Regions from separate parts of the Anas platyrhynchos genome. Here region 1 is linked to region 2. Evidence: chromatin contacts called from public Hi-C data. All regions are on one chromosome and are shown on one strand. Each heading gives the region's core, a stretch centred on a gene start, on an enhancer-like site or on the middle of the called end of the contact. The rest is flanking DNA. Distances are from core to core; before and after follow the strand shown. Region 1 has its middle 62 kb from the start of PAPOLA. Region 2 holds the start of VRK1 (VRK serine/threonine kinase 1).

Region 1 (6,405 bases), core at 3,289-5,788, 77 kb before region 2:
GTGTCAGAAGGACTAAATTTTCCACAGGCATATCCAGGAACAGTGTATATATCTAGATTTTTATTTATATATTTATTTATTTAATAGGAAAAGATACCCAGATAGTACTTGCAATTCTGGACATGGAGTTTAAAAAAAATGATCGTGTTGTGAAGATACGGAGCAGCTGAAGTTTAACAGCATGCATTACAGGTGGCTGTTCCTTCAGTAGCCCCTTGAAGGAAATGGAATTCCTAATTGATATGAAATCATTTTGCAGAAGCAACACCTGAGTAGTAGAGAGAAAGGGAAGAAGATATGATAATGACTGTGTGATAAAACCGGTTAGCATTTGTGTGCCATAGTAAACACTCATGAGTATAAAGAAAATACTAGCTAGCCACTAGAGATATCCACTTATGTTCATGATACAACCACTACAAACTCTAGTTCTATCAAACTAGCATCAAGCACAAGATCCATCTTTAATTAATTTAATCCTGTAGAGCTGAGACTCATTTTATTTGTGACTGTGCAGAGAGAAATTACACTTCCATACTTGCCTTGAACTTCAACCTTATCCTTTCCTATCAGTCATATTGAATAACACAAAAGCACATGCTCTGAAATTCATGTCCTGTATTTTCTTTTTTTTTTTCTTTTCCCACAGATTATTCAGATCTTCCTACACACGACTCACTCAATAAAAAGCACGGAAAATGCCTCCCCCCGCTCCTCCTTGTTCAGGAGAAAAAAGTGATTTCTTTTGCAGAGGGGAAACAGTTTTTTGAATCAAGTCTTATAATGAGTGAGAAGCATGTAAATTCTGTGCCAAAGCAAAATAATTTCTTTTCTGTCTGTAGCACAGGAATGAACAAACCATGCCCTACTGAGGGCAATACCTACTGGACATAGGATAGTGTATTTTGCCTTTTTTCTCCTATTTAAAGATGTGCTTTGTGGAAATGACCTGTTCTGCACGTGCATCTACAGTATGGCTACTCTCCATCTCAGTAACCCATTCCAGATGCTGTGTAGATGCCACAGTATCACTCCCAACCAAAGAAGCCACGGTGCACACTCCTGTAATCAGCCCTGCTGGTGCGAGGCCTCACAAGTGATGCATTGCCCAAACTCAGCTCTTCCCCATCAAGGGAAAAAAAAAAAAAGTACAACAGTTCTTTCATTGTTTTTTTCTCTCCAGAGAAACAAGGTGAGAACTATAACCCAACCCAGGGAAAGCAGCTGGTGGTGAGTGCTTCTTGAACCTTTAAAACAGCACACAAGGCTGCTTCTCACCTTGGATGACCAGAGCCAGTGAGAAGTTGAGGTATCACTGCATAAGGCATATATTAAAGCTTGCAGCATCTCTGATGTGGCCACAAAAACACATGGATTGGAGAAAACCCTGTGTGCTTTGTGGTGGCTTGTCTTTAAGATGCAAAAAGCTCCAGCTTTCATGTGAGCCTCTAATTATAAGCCCCAGCTGTGGTCCCCATGTACAGGGAGGGGTGCAGGGAGGAAAGTTCCTTGCCTGACATTTAAAAAACAAACATTCTCTCTTGCTTTCTCCTTGCAAAAATCAGGAGAAGCTAAAGGAGTGTAAGAGCTAACTTCTAAGATCTAAAGGAAAATATCATTGGGTTTCCCTTTGCCAGCAGGTTTCTGGAAGATGATCTGTGCCTTTGCTCCAAAACAGGCCTCTTGCTTTGGGATATGACCCAGGTAAGGCTGGCTTTCTCCCACATGCTTAAGGCCAGAGCCCTGTGTGCAGGAGGAATAATAGTATTTGCAAGTCAATTAAATATGCAGGGGAAAAAAAAAAAAAGCAAAACAAAAAGCAAGATTTTTTTTTAAAGTCATATTCTCAAAAAAGCAACTTTAAGGATTTAGCTAGGTTTAACATGAGAAATGTGTAGCAAAATAAGGATGCAGAAAAATCTAGTTCTGATGTCTATGTGGAAGAGAACTTGTAGCCTCCCAGGGCTCTCCTATCCCAACAGTTTTTGTAGATAAGTGGCCTGCCTCACCATGGCCAGCCTTGTTTCCTGTTTTGGTAGAAAAACTTCAGTAATAACATAGTTTATTTTGATTTACAGACTAAACACTGGCAAGCTTTGTAGAAAGCAGTTATCATCTCTCTAGATTTCCTCTTATCCTTATGGTCATCTGTCAATCTCAAAGCCTCCTGGTTTGTTATGCTTGCTTGACGGTGATGCTGATCTTAAAAAAAATCCTGATTTTTATGTTTGAGAATTTCTGCATTTAAAAATAATAATATCACCAGTAATTTGCAGGCATGCTGTAACTGCATTTATACTTAAAGTATTTTGCATCAGTTAAATTCCATATTGAACCTGGAACTATCTCCAGTTTACTGACAGGGAAGTGCAGAGAATATGGGCAATGTCTTCAGATCAACCTAACTATTTTATGAAAATTTTTTTAACCTCCAAAATCAGAGGCAAAAATGTCTCAGTACAAGACACAAAAAACAAGACAACTCTCAGTTTAATCCATGGTTCTTCCTTTCAGTCTTGCCCACATTAGCTCCTGCCTTCTTTGGACGATTACTGTTATGTCTGCTTCCTATTTTCTCCCTTCAGTATTTCTGTTTTCTCTCACACTTAAGAGGAGAGAATAAGAGAATTAAATGTCAAGAATTATCTCATTTTGCTATGTGGGATTTCTGTGATCTGAGCCTGCTGCCAGACTCCCATTCAGCACAGCCAAGTTCCTGTGTTTTATCACTAGCTTTATCAACAAGGCCTTTGCTAATTCTTCACCGTCTACAAACACAGTCTTTATTATTGTTTTTCCTATCCAAAGCCAGCCTAATAGTTCAGTTCACTGAAAGAGCATTGCTTTGGCCCTGGGTTGCAAAGGTGCAGCATCTTGTCTTTCACCATTCCTGGTTTGCATTAACTCATTCTGCTGCCTTTTGACTCACTTTATTTCCCTTTTATAAATTTTACTCTGTTGCTTGGGTTCCTGTCTCACATTTTTATGCCTTTTTCTCTGGTGTAGAAGAAAGGATGGGTCTCCTACACGAGAATTTCCTGTGCCAGGCTGTCTTCCTCTGGTAATAGAATTGCCGCTTGCTGTGCCTGAACAAGGGAGTTATTTTCCACCCTCCTCCCTATTACAGAGTCACTTCTGGCCCTGAATTCCACTTTCCCCTGCTTCTATCCTGGATTATGTTTCTTATGGGCTAATAATAATAATACTTACCTGCCTCTCAGGGGTGTTGTGAAGATTAATTAGTTAATGAGCTCTGAAGATGAAAAGTGCTGCATCATTGCTAAATATTATTGTTGTTCGTATCCTGTATAGATTGAACTCATCAATATCAGTATTTCAATTATAAATCTCACCCTACCATTTTTCAATTAAGCCCACTAGATCACGTTATCCATCACTCACTTCTTGTTCCTCTGGCTTCTTTCTACTTTCTGCTTTTCAGAATAGACACACAATAACCATGTGTTCCTGTAAATAAAAGATTTGCCTTTTGTTTCAATGTCCCCTTCTTCCTTTTAGTATTAAAAATTAGAGTCCACAGAGGACTCTGAGCAAAGTGATAGTTTCTGCTCCTTTATCTGAAGTAAAATCTCCTTCAAAGTCTGTGGCACTACCTCCTCAAAACAGTATCCTCAGTAGAAAGATGGTAGGAATTAAAATAATAAAAAAACACACCTCATCTTCAATACCTCTCTCATATTGAATCATCATTCTGAGCTATGTCTTCTGCCTTCTTTTAGCAGTTATCAGGGTTATCTTTAAGTCCATGAAATCGCTCTTTGCTCCCACACACTGCAGTGGACCTGCTGGGTGAAACAAGGAGCAGGGATTCCCCAGCACTCCTCAGCTCCCCCAGAAACACTTCATGCAGTGCTGCTGTTGTGGAAGTCAGGATGTACCATGCCTCATTTCTTCCTTTAGCACACGGAGATGTGCTTGGCTGTCCTCTTTGCAGATCAATCATCAGCCAACATCACTGCTTTTTTGTTTGTCTGTTTACCTTTCTTCCTTTCACCCAAGACTCAGTCTCTGGATGCTGCTCAGACTCCTGTTCTCTCATGCTGAAAGAATATCTGGGGAATGTCACCTGGCCCATCTTTTCATCTGTTCCTGTCTCTTGCTAATCTAAACCAATCTGTTTGAAAAATGTGATGACTGTTGCTTAAAAAAATGATCCTTTACCTCACCTCCCACACGTTACAGATAACAACACCTGAAGCAAGGGCCAGTGTGGTGCAAATGTGGCAGGGAGGCTGGAGGTGCTCTGCTTCAGGGGTTTCCTTCTGCCTCCGTGTGTGGTTCCTAGTGCAGCCGGCAAAGACTGCTCGGGAACCACTCCAAGATTTTAATTTCTGCACTACGGCAAATCTGCATCTCTCTGGAAATCTGTAAAAGCAAAATCGTTCTCACCACCCTGTACACTTGTGTGGGAGGGGACACAAATTTGGAACAACCAGGGGCAGGCTGCCTGTTTACATCCCAGGCAGGCCCCTCAGCCCGGGACCGCCGTCAGTCTCAGCCGCTCTTTCATTCTCATCGGAGCTGTTCCACTTTGCGCAAATAATTAAATAGTCATTGGGCCTGAGAGAGGGAGGTGTCTACAACACTGCTTGTGGTAAGGGAAGGACACGATCAACCCAAACAGCTTGCAAAAGAGCCTCTAAATTCAACAAACCCTGCAAGACATCTTAACTCTTCTGTCTCCTGTCTAGACCTTGGGAAGCATAATCTTTCTTTGGAGAGGCGTTGTCAGATCAAGCAGAAATAATGCTGGCTGAGCTCAAACAACAACCATATTTGATATTTTCTGCTGATTGAGCTGTCCAGTTGACTGGAAAGGGCTGACAGCAGAGAGAGCCCTGGTCTGAGCAGAGCAGCTCCCAGGCCAGCTGGCGAGGGAATGGGTCTGCGCCAGGTAATTATTGCCTAGTGCAGAGGTCGAAAGCCTCAGAGAGGCTGATGTACTAATGAAACACAAATGGGACATCTGTGTTCAGGAGTTCAGCAAAGCACAGAAAACAGGGCTTTGCCAGGAATATATGTACTACTGAAAGCAAGCTCACTTCCTCGAGCTAAGGGAAGTCCTCTGAAGAGTAAAGGCATGAGCAAGCCTTTTGCAATGTTTTTTTTTGTTTGTTTGCAGGATGACTTAAAGGCTTCCAGAGATTGCTGTGGGCTTTGTAGCATTATGGAGAGGAAATGGGTGCATCCAAATAGCATGATGTAAGGTAGCGTAAGGAGGGTGGAGAGAGGTAGTAAAAGAAAAGTTGATGTAAATGAAGTTACTGGGAGTCATTACTGATGTGGCTGGTGTTAGGTCTGAAAAAACTGTGTGGTACCAGGGACAGCTGGGTGGGCTGTTACTGCTAAATGACTGTAGTTACAGACACAAGAGTTAGTCTATGATTTTTTTTTTTCCCTATGAATTCTGATCTTTTCGTAGCTCACGTAGCTATGTCATTAGAGATGTGTTTCGAAAGTGTTTTTTCTTTTTAAACACTGGGGTGAGATGGACTTGTTATATATATACTCACGTCTGTAAATATATAGGAGAGCACTCTCTGCAGAATAACTACCAAAAGGCTCAGGGTACTAACATTACTGAAATCACACTGTCATAGTCACATTTCAGTGGAGACTTAAGCACTGTATTGGGTAAAAGATTTTAACCTAAACCCTGCATGTTGAGGACAAGCCTCACAGAGCAGCAGGGTATTTCAGGACTGATGTTCGTTAGGGCATCCTAACCAACCTATGTTTAGTCCTGTTAAGGGATGCTAGTTACCCCCTTCTGGAGGTGCGGGATAGTTGGGTGAAGCGGGAGAGGATCTGAGGCAGCTGAATTTCACTTTTTTGACTGGGAAATGGAGTTTAATTGTGGTACCCTTCAAGCTCAGTAAGCTTTGTCAAAGCTGGGAGGGTAGGAGGTGTGCTGAGGTCCGTGCAGGTGCATCCATGTCCATGGTGCAGCCAAGATGTGTGGGTACCTGTCCAGCTACTCCCTACTGTGCCTGGGCTGGGTGGGAAGCACGGGGCCCTGGTCAGACACACTCTCCATGAGAGAGACAAGGCCCCAGGTGCTGCTTGGGCTCAGCAGCAGCTAGGTGAAGGGAACCAGCTGGGTTCCAAGCACTGGTACCCCTGCTCAGCAGGGAGGGAAAACCACGCTTATCCTTGCCCTTTTTCAGCTTCCTCCTTTATCTGCTAAGCAGTGAAGAAGGAAATAATTTAGCTCATCTGGAGCTGCTTGTACCTGCATGTCTCCTTGTTGTGTCCTCCTACCCAATATTGGCAAGGTGCCTTCAGAGCAGCAGGCCTTGGAATTAGCTGTCCTTTTCTGGGGAGGAATGGCCAATATTTCTTGTGTTGGGAGGTTTAGTGTGCCCTCAGGCTGTCCCTATGAAG
Region 2 (6,484 bases), core at 311-2,810:
ACACTGTTTTCATTAAGGCCTCTAATACTCCATCTCTTTTTCATGAAATTAACAGGTACTCTGTAGAGTTTGGACCTCTTCTTCCCTATCTTCCATTTCTCTATTTACCTATTTAGCTACTTAATGTGAGGAATGAATACAGAAGATATTTTCAAAGAACTGCAAGATTTTAAAAGACCTTTCCTCCCTCTGCATCTTAATTTTGAATTTAATATATTTTGAACGGTACAATTAATAATGACCTTGCAATTTGTAATACAGAATTAGGAGTCCAGAAATCCATTTCTTACTCAGGCATTGAATACAAATTTCCTTTGTTACAACAGGCTAAACAAACTGTAGTCAGCATCTCTGTGTTTGTTTCTCCATTTGTTTTAAGGGCAAAATAGGTATTTGCTGAAGTGATTCTTTATTAAGTTCTTTAAGGACTTGATTCTATTTTAAAATGATATTGTACCTTCCTTTGGTATGAAGAGCTGAAGTGTCAGCCCTATCTCATGTGGAATTTTTTAGACAGAAATGTAATATCTTTACTGAACAAATCAGTTTCGTCATCAAATTGATTGAATATTCAAAATTATAGTTGATTCTCTCTGGGTTCTGAAGGAATTCATAAACAAAAATGTAAGGTCCTATCTAAGCAAATACAAAAATTAGTCCAACTTGTAAAGACAACTGGAAAGATCTTAAATGCGTCAAAAATTATTTGTAGCTACCTTTTAATAGCGTTCTGTACAATAGTTTTTTACTGCTTTCCTAAAATACACCAGAGCTGTGAGGTTACCAAGCAGATCATCTTGAAGTCCTCTTGGAATGTATAATAGTGGGTGAACAAAGACAACTCTGCGGCATCATACTGCTATTCTTAGGGAATGGTGGCTTTCCTTTTGAAGATTAACAGCAGCACATTAAAGGAAAGAAAACACACCTTTCATTTAATTTGTACACATCGTCACACTAAAGAAAATAACGTGAAATGCGAATGAGAGGGAAAGAAAAAGGAAAAAAGTTGTTTTAAGTTGTTTGCACTTTTGCGTGGCATCAGTATAGTCATGCTGCAGGGTAAGAGTTGGATATGACTGGAAGTGTAACTGTGCTCTGTGGTGGAACCCCTTGCTTCTTCACAGACATTTTGTGACCTCTAACCTCAGGTTTTTAGCAAGACTTTTCGGGTTTAATGCTTCACGGTTTGACTAGGACCTGAGAGAAGTAGAGAGGGGCAGTGACAAAGGGAGCAGGTGTGCTGCTGGGGGTTTGTGAGGCGTTTGGGTGAGGGCAGAGCGCAGGGATGGCCGGCATGGGCCCCTCAAGGCCTCGGCACCAACCACTGCTGCGCCACCTGGTCCCCCACACCCTACGGCCTGTGTCCCACCATGGCTCTGGGCCCAGGACACCTCCATCGGCCTGCCCACCCCCTCCCTGACGCGCTTCGTTTTAAAACCGCCCACTTTCAAACAAAACTCCCCAAACTCGGCGGTTTCCCGAACTACATTTCCCATCATGCCCTAGTGCCCCAGGCGGGGCCGGGTGAGGCGGGAGCGCGGCGGCCAATGGGCGCGGCCGATGGTGGGAGGTGGGCGCCGCGGCGGGGCGGGCCGCCGGCGGGCAGTGCGGGAATTTCAGACGGGGCGGCGGCGGCGGTGGCGGCCGGGCCGGGGCGCGGAGGAGGTACTGGTGGCCGCCTCGGCTCGGGCGGGCCTCGGGGCCCTTTTTTCATTTTATTTTTTTCCTGGGGACGCCGTTTCGGCCTCGTGGGAGCCGCCTCGGGCGGCGGGGCCTGGCCGCGGCCCTTCCCGCAGGTGCTCGGCGCCCAGCAGCGGCGGGCAGGGGCTGAGGCGCGGCGCGGAGGGCCCGGCGTGCAGGCCTCGCGGTCCCCTGCCCGGGGCTGCTCCCGAGTAATCCTGAGGTGCTGCTGTTGTCAGAAGGCCGCTGCCGCCTTCTCTGGAGGAGTGAACTGTTGGGTAAATTCCCAGGGGTACCCCCCAGCAGGCGGGGTTCCTGATGAATTTCAGAGGTGGTAATTTTGTACGGTGTGCCAAGCCGCCAGGCAGCCGCAAAGTTAGGTCACTTTCACGTGCATGGGTACTTGCTGTTGGTTTGGAGGTGATTTGGAGTGACAGAGGCACCTTATAAAGGGTTCCGTGTTCTTTATTGTAAGAACTAACTGAAGGCATCGGATTTTGAGGAGAACCTGTACTTCTCCACCACACAGAAGAGTAAAATGTATCTGTTGGAGACACTTGGGAATTAGTTAGCAACACAGCAATTCCCCTTGTAAATGACTGCCTCCTTTCTCTGAGCAAACTTCTGAAGTTAGGGGGAAAAAAAAGAAGGTTGTGTTGGTGTGTTTTTAAAAAACAAAACCAAAAGCCCCACAAAACAACACATAAAGTTCAGTTTGCCTAGTATGATGCAATCATGATGAAGAACTTTTAGTAAATTGTGGTCTAACAATGCACACTTACTCATTTTGTATTTAAAAAAAAAAAAAAAGATTCTTATGGAAAGAGCTGTAAGGCCTCATCTTCCATACGTAGCATCATTTGTTAGCTGTCAATCTCTGGGAACCGAGATTATTAACCGAGCAGTACTCAAAAATGTAAGATGATGATAGTGAGCAAAGATTTCTTTGTATATGCTGGACACACAAATTGTGATGGGTCCATGTACCCCTTGGCACTGCATGTCACTGCTGTTCAGGTGCATTTTTTGTGCTCCTTCCTGTGAAGCAGTCCTGCAGCACTCAGAAGTCTTCAGGTGTTGCGTTCTTCCCCTCTTGCTCAGTAAGCGAAAACATTTCTTTTGTTTCTGGTGGTCTTTATTTCCTTTTTTTTTTTCAGGCAGAAAAGGTGTGTTGCTGTGACCAATGAGCGGTATTAATGATGCACAGACTTCAGGTCTTGCCAGGCCTACGTGTTCGTGAAAAGGAGCACAGGTCACCAACGTGCCTTCTCAGCGCTGAGAATGAGAATAGGTCCTACTGAGATAAACAACCATGAAAACGACAATTTCCTGAGAATAAAAGGAGAGGATCAGGAAGAAACCAGTCAGACTTGCCACGCAGCTGAAATGCGTCCTTCAAAATAAATTTGATTTATATTAATTACAAAGTTTTATTGAGAACGGATGCTACCACCAATTGAGAAGTGGCTATTCATATTTATTCTAAGAGTTCAAGTGTAGTTAGAGTAGCAACCATTGCAGACACGTTTGTAAAGATAACACTACTAATGGAACTATTGATGCAAAATTGTCTGCATATCTCAAGTACGGTTTATTCAGTTTCTTCCAAGATGTTTTATTAGGGAGAAGGAGAAATAGCCTTTGTGGTACTAAGAGGCTTTCAGAGAGAGTTTAGACAAATAGGCTTCTGTTATTCATACTTGTTAGAAGGAAGATCTTTGTTTTGCACATATTGTAACCACATAAAATGCTGCTGTTTACAATCGTGCACCTTGAAAATTGTTCTTGTCAGATACCTTAGCTAAGTAGGGTCAGATCTATTTGCTACTTGAATGATAGTATAGTACTTGACACGGGTGGCACTCTCTTTCCAAGGACTTCAGCATGGCTGCAGGCACTAATGAATTGAGCTTCACAATACCTGCGAGATAGAAAGTATTTCCATTTACTGATGGGGAAAGGTAATTGAGATGCAGGAAAGGTAAAGGTGATTTCTCTTAATGAAGTTTTAAAGGTGATTTTAGGGAAAAGTAGATGACTGTATTCCAGCTGTTGAAAGTACAGTAGGCAGTTCTGCATCGCGTTTGCTGGTTCGTACATTTCCTGACAAACCTCTTGTGTTTGCTGCTTTGTGAGGAACACACGGAATGATACAATTTGCAGTAAAATGTCATTATCTCATTTTTTCATTATTTTTGTTGTTATTTTTCAATTTTGTACTTTCATGACAAAAGTTCTTGCAGCCTCCAGGTATTTCTGCTTTCAATCAGTCTTTGAATGGATGGCTCATACAAGTGAAAGCATGTGTGGCCATTGCTAAAATATTTCCAGGGATAACAGCTTTTTAGCAATAGGCTCTGTGCTTAGCGTTGTGCATGCTGCCCATTGAAAGCGATCAGTGTTTGGCACCTATGGCCTACTGATAGTTTGACCAACTTGTAAGTAGGCACGCTGCCATCCTAACAGATGGATATGAATATAGGCAGCCAGGAAACCATGTATGTGTATCTAGTGTAGTTGGAAGGGCAGGGTTCCCAGCTGGGGACGTTCAAACTTATGTCCATTTTGAAATTTTGCTTTTATGGATGAAGGGAAGACATTGTTAATTTTTTTCTAACTAACTACCTTCAGGCATATAATTACTGACCACATTGAATGATAACGCCGAAAAAGGAAAGCATCAGCTCCTTTTATACTATTGTGGACCTATTTTAAGTAAACTTAATTCCATTTCAAGCAAACCTACTATCAACAGACTTGCTGTGAATGTCAAAGATGTGAAATGAATCAATCGTTTTGTTTCACTGGCTTGCTAGCTTTATTGAAAAAGAGGTTGCAAGTTGTGCCTTTACTGAACAGTGGTTCAGACACTTCCAAGTCTCGCAGGGATGATGAGCAGTAACTCAAGAGGTCAAGCTGCAGTCTCTCCAGTCCTCTTCATGTCTCTCAAATTGTTCTTAGCTTGAGATCTGTTTGCTCACTTCGTTTCGTTTTGTACTCATTAGAAAATGACAGTGATTGCGATCATATCCCACATCTGAGTCCGTTAGGCAACACTGCTGATTTTTGCACTCTGTTTTTCCTTAAGTCAGTCAGTCTTTGAGTTCAAAACTATTTTATTTTCCCATTATCACTTTCTAAAGGCTTCAGTCTGCCCCCTGTGTTATTGTCTTTCCTTTTCCTGAGCTGGGTGTCCTGAGAAGCTGCTTAAAAGTCTGCTCTGATCTTGTTGGCCCGCTCTTCTAAGCAGTATCAACATGTTGCCATTCCTTCCTAACTGTGTCTGTTCCTGATGCTTTGACACCATCACATTCCCATTGGTATGGTCCTAGCTGAGACTGCATCTGGTGCTTGGAAGTGTCATTTTTGTTCTGCAGAAAGTCTAGGGGAAAAATCTTCCTCTAAGACAGTACAGTGGGTATCACCTTGAAGATTTAAAAAAAAAAAAAAAAAAAAAAAGGGTGTAAGTTAGCCTTAAATTGTGAGCGTAGAATGTCAGAGTTACATCTTGACTAAAGGGGGAAGGTTACTTTACAGAAGTAATTGGAAATATGGGAAAGTGAAGCAGAATTAAAACATCCTGTTTTGTGATACTGAGGAGGCGTATGCTGTGTAGGTCCTTCAGAGGACCGTAAGAACTGAAAAAAACCTGATGTTAAGTAACTGCACTTAGGGTTATTGTACTGAACAGCTAGACTAATGAGGAAAAGATTTTGATGTCCAGAAGTTTACTGAATTGTGTTAATATTCCTTCCTGCTTATGTAAGCAAAATAAAATACTAATCCCAGCAGTCAGAACTTTATCTTTTACAAAGTAACTGTGTGTGTTTGTATGCCTTTCATCTTCATAAGGTGGTGGGAAAGATCGTGTCTTTGTAAAAGCACCTCATGAAGGTCTTTAATGAGTTAGTGCACACCTTGCCTTATGGCCACCACATCTTCAGTAAGTTCTTTTACTGAAGCAAGACATGGTTCTGCAAAAAACCCCAGACGTATATTTGCTCCCAATGCAGGCTGTTCTAGAAATCCTTGTCTGGGACCCGAGGCTGGGAGGTGGCAGCAGCGGTGCTTTTACATCTCTGATCTCTAGATATGTAGTTATGTACTGTTTTTTTGGTGATCTACTAAGTGCTGTCCTGTGAACAATAAGCAGATGCTCGTTTCTGTTGCTTGCAGTTATACAGAAAAATAATTAACAATTAGTTCTGTATTTTTCTGGTATTTTTTTACAGCTAAGAGGAATCCCTGAGAAATTTTTACCAGTGATGGTGTGTTTTTTTTTTGTTGTTGTTGTTTTTTGGTGTAACCATTAATAACTTTCTGTATTATTACTGAAGACTTGGACTATCTGGCATTTCTTCACTAAGCAAATTAAACCCCAGGAAAACTGATGAGCTGTGTTTCATTAGTTTACTTTTTCTAAGTTCAGAGTTGTGATTGATTTAGAACAATAGATTCTGAGATTTTTCCAGCATGTGTTCTACAAAGTCTCCTCATAGATTTCTCATGCGAAGATTTTTGCTGTTTGATTTTTCTGATGCCTGGAGAAATTAGTTATTTTTTGTTTAGAATTCATATCAATAAAATTACTTGCTCTATTTCTTTTAAACTATCTTTGTAGTACCAAATTAACAATCTATCCTTACGTGGAAATCTCTCAGAAGGAAAAACAAGGGTAAAACACTGGCATGTGAAGTAGAAAGACAATAATATTTTCTCGTCAGCATGTAACCCATTTTTTTCTATTTTTTTTTCTTTGCTTTTCTCTCTCCCTACCTGCTCCAGTGAAAATGCCGTATAT

The links. A called contact is a pair of places that touch in the nucleus more often than the background predicts.
Region 1: a Hi-C map of small yellow follicle shows a contact between it and region 2, with 2.1 times the contacts expected there. The contact joins the enhancer-like site here to the promoter of VRK1 in region 2. A contact is called at or near these places in 4 of 8 Hi-C or Micro-C datasets (F1 follicle, F5 follicle, skeletal muscle and 1 more).

The regions. Positions count from the first base shown.
Region 1 is chr5:14,686,219-14,692,623 of IASCAAS_PekinDuck_T2T, reverse strand. No RefSeq gene overlaps it. Among named protein-coding and RNA genes, the nearest start is that of PAPOLA, 62 kb to the left of the region's middle. Within about 2 kb of position 4,538, at least 3 of the 8 cell types and tissues checked have an H3K27ac peak or open chromatin away from gene starts, as enhancers often do. A contact at or near this core is called in F1 follicle and small yellow follicle, where this site is marked.
Region 2 is chr5:14,605,895-14,612,378 of IASCAAS_PekinDuck_T2T, reverse strand. VRK1 (VRK serine/threonine kinase 1) reads left to right here and starts at 1,560. Exons shown (of 13, transcript XM_027458514.3): 1 at 1,560-1,668; 2 at 6,469-6,484. The coding sequence starts at 6,474.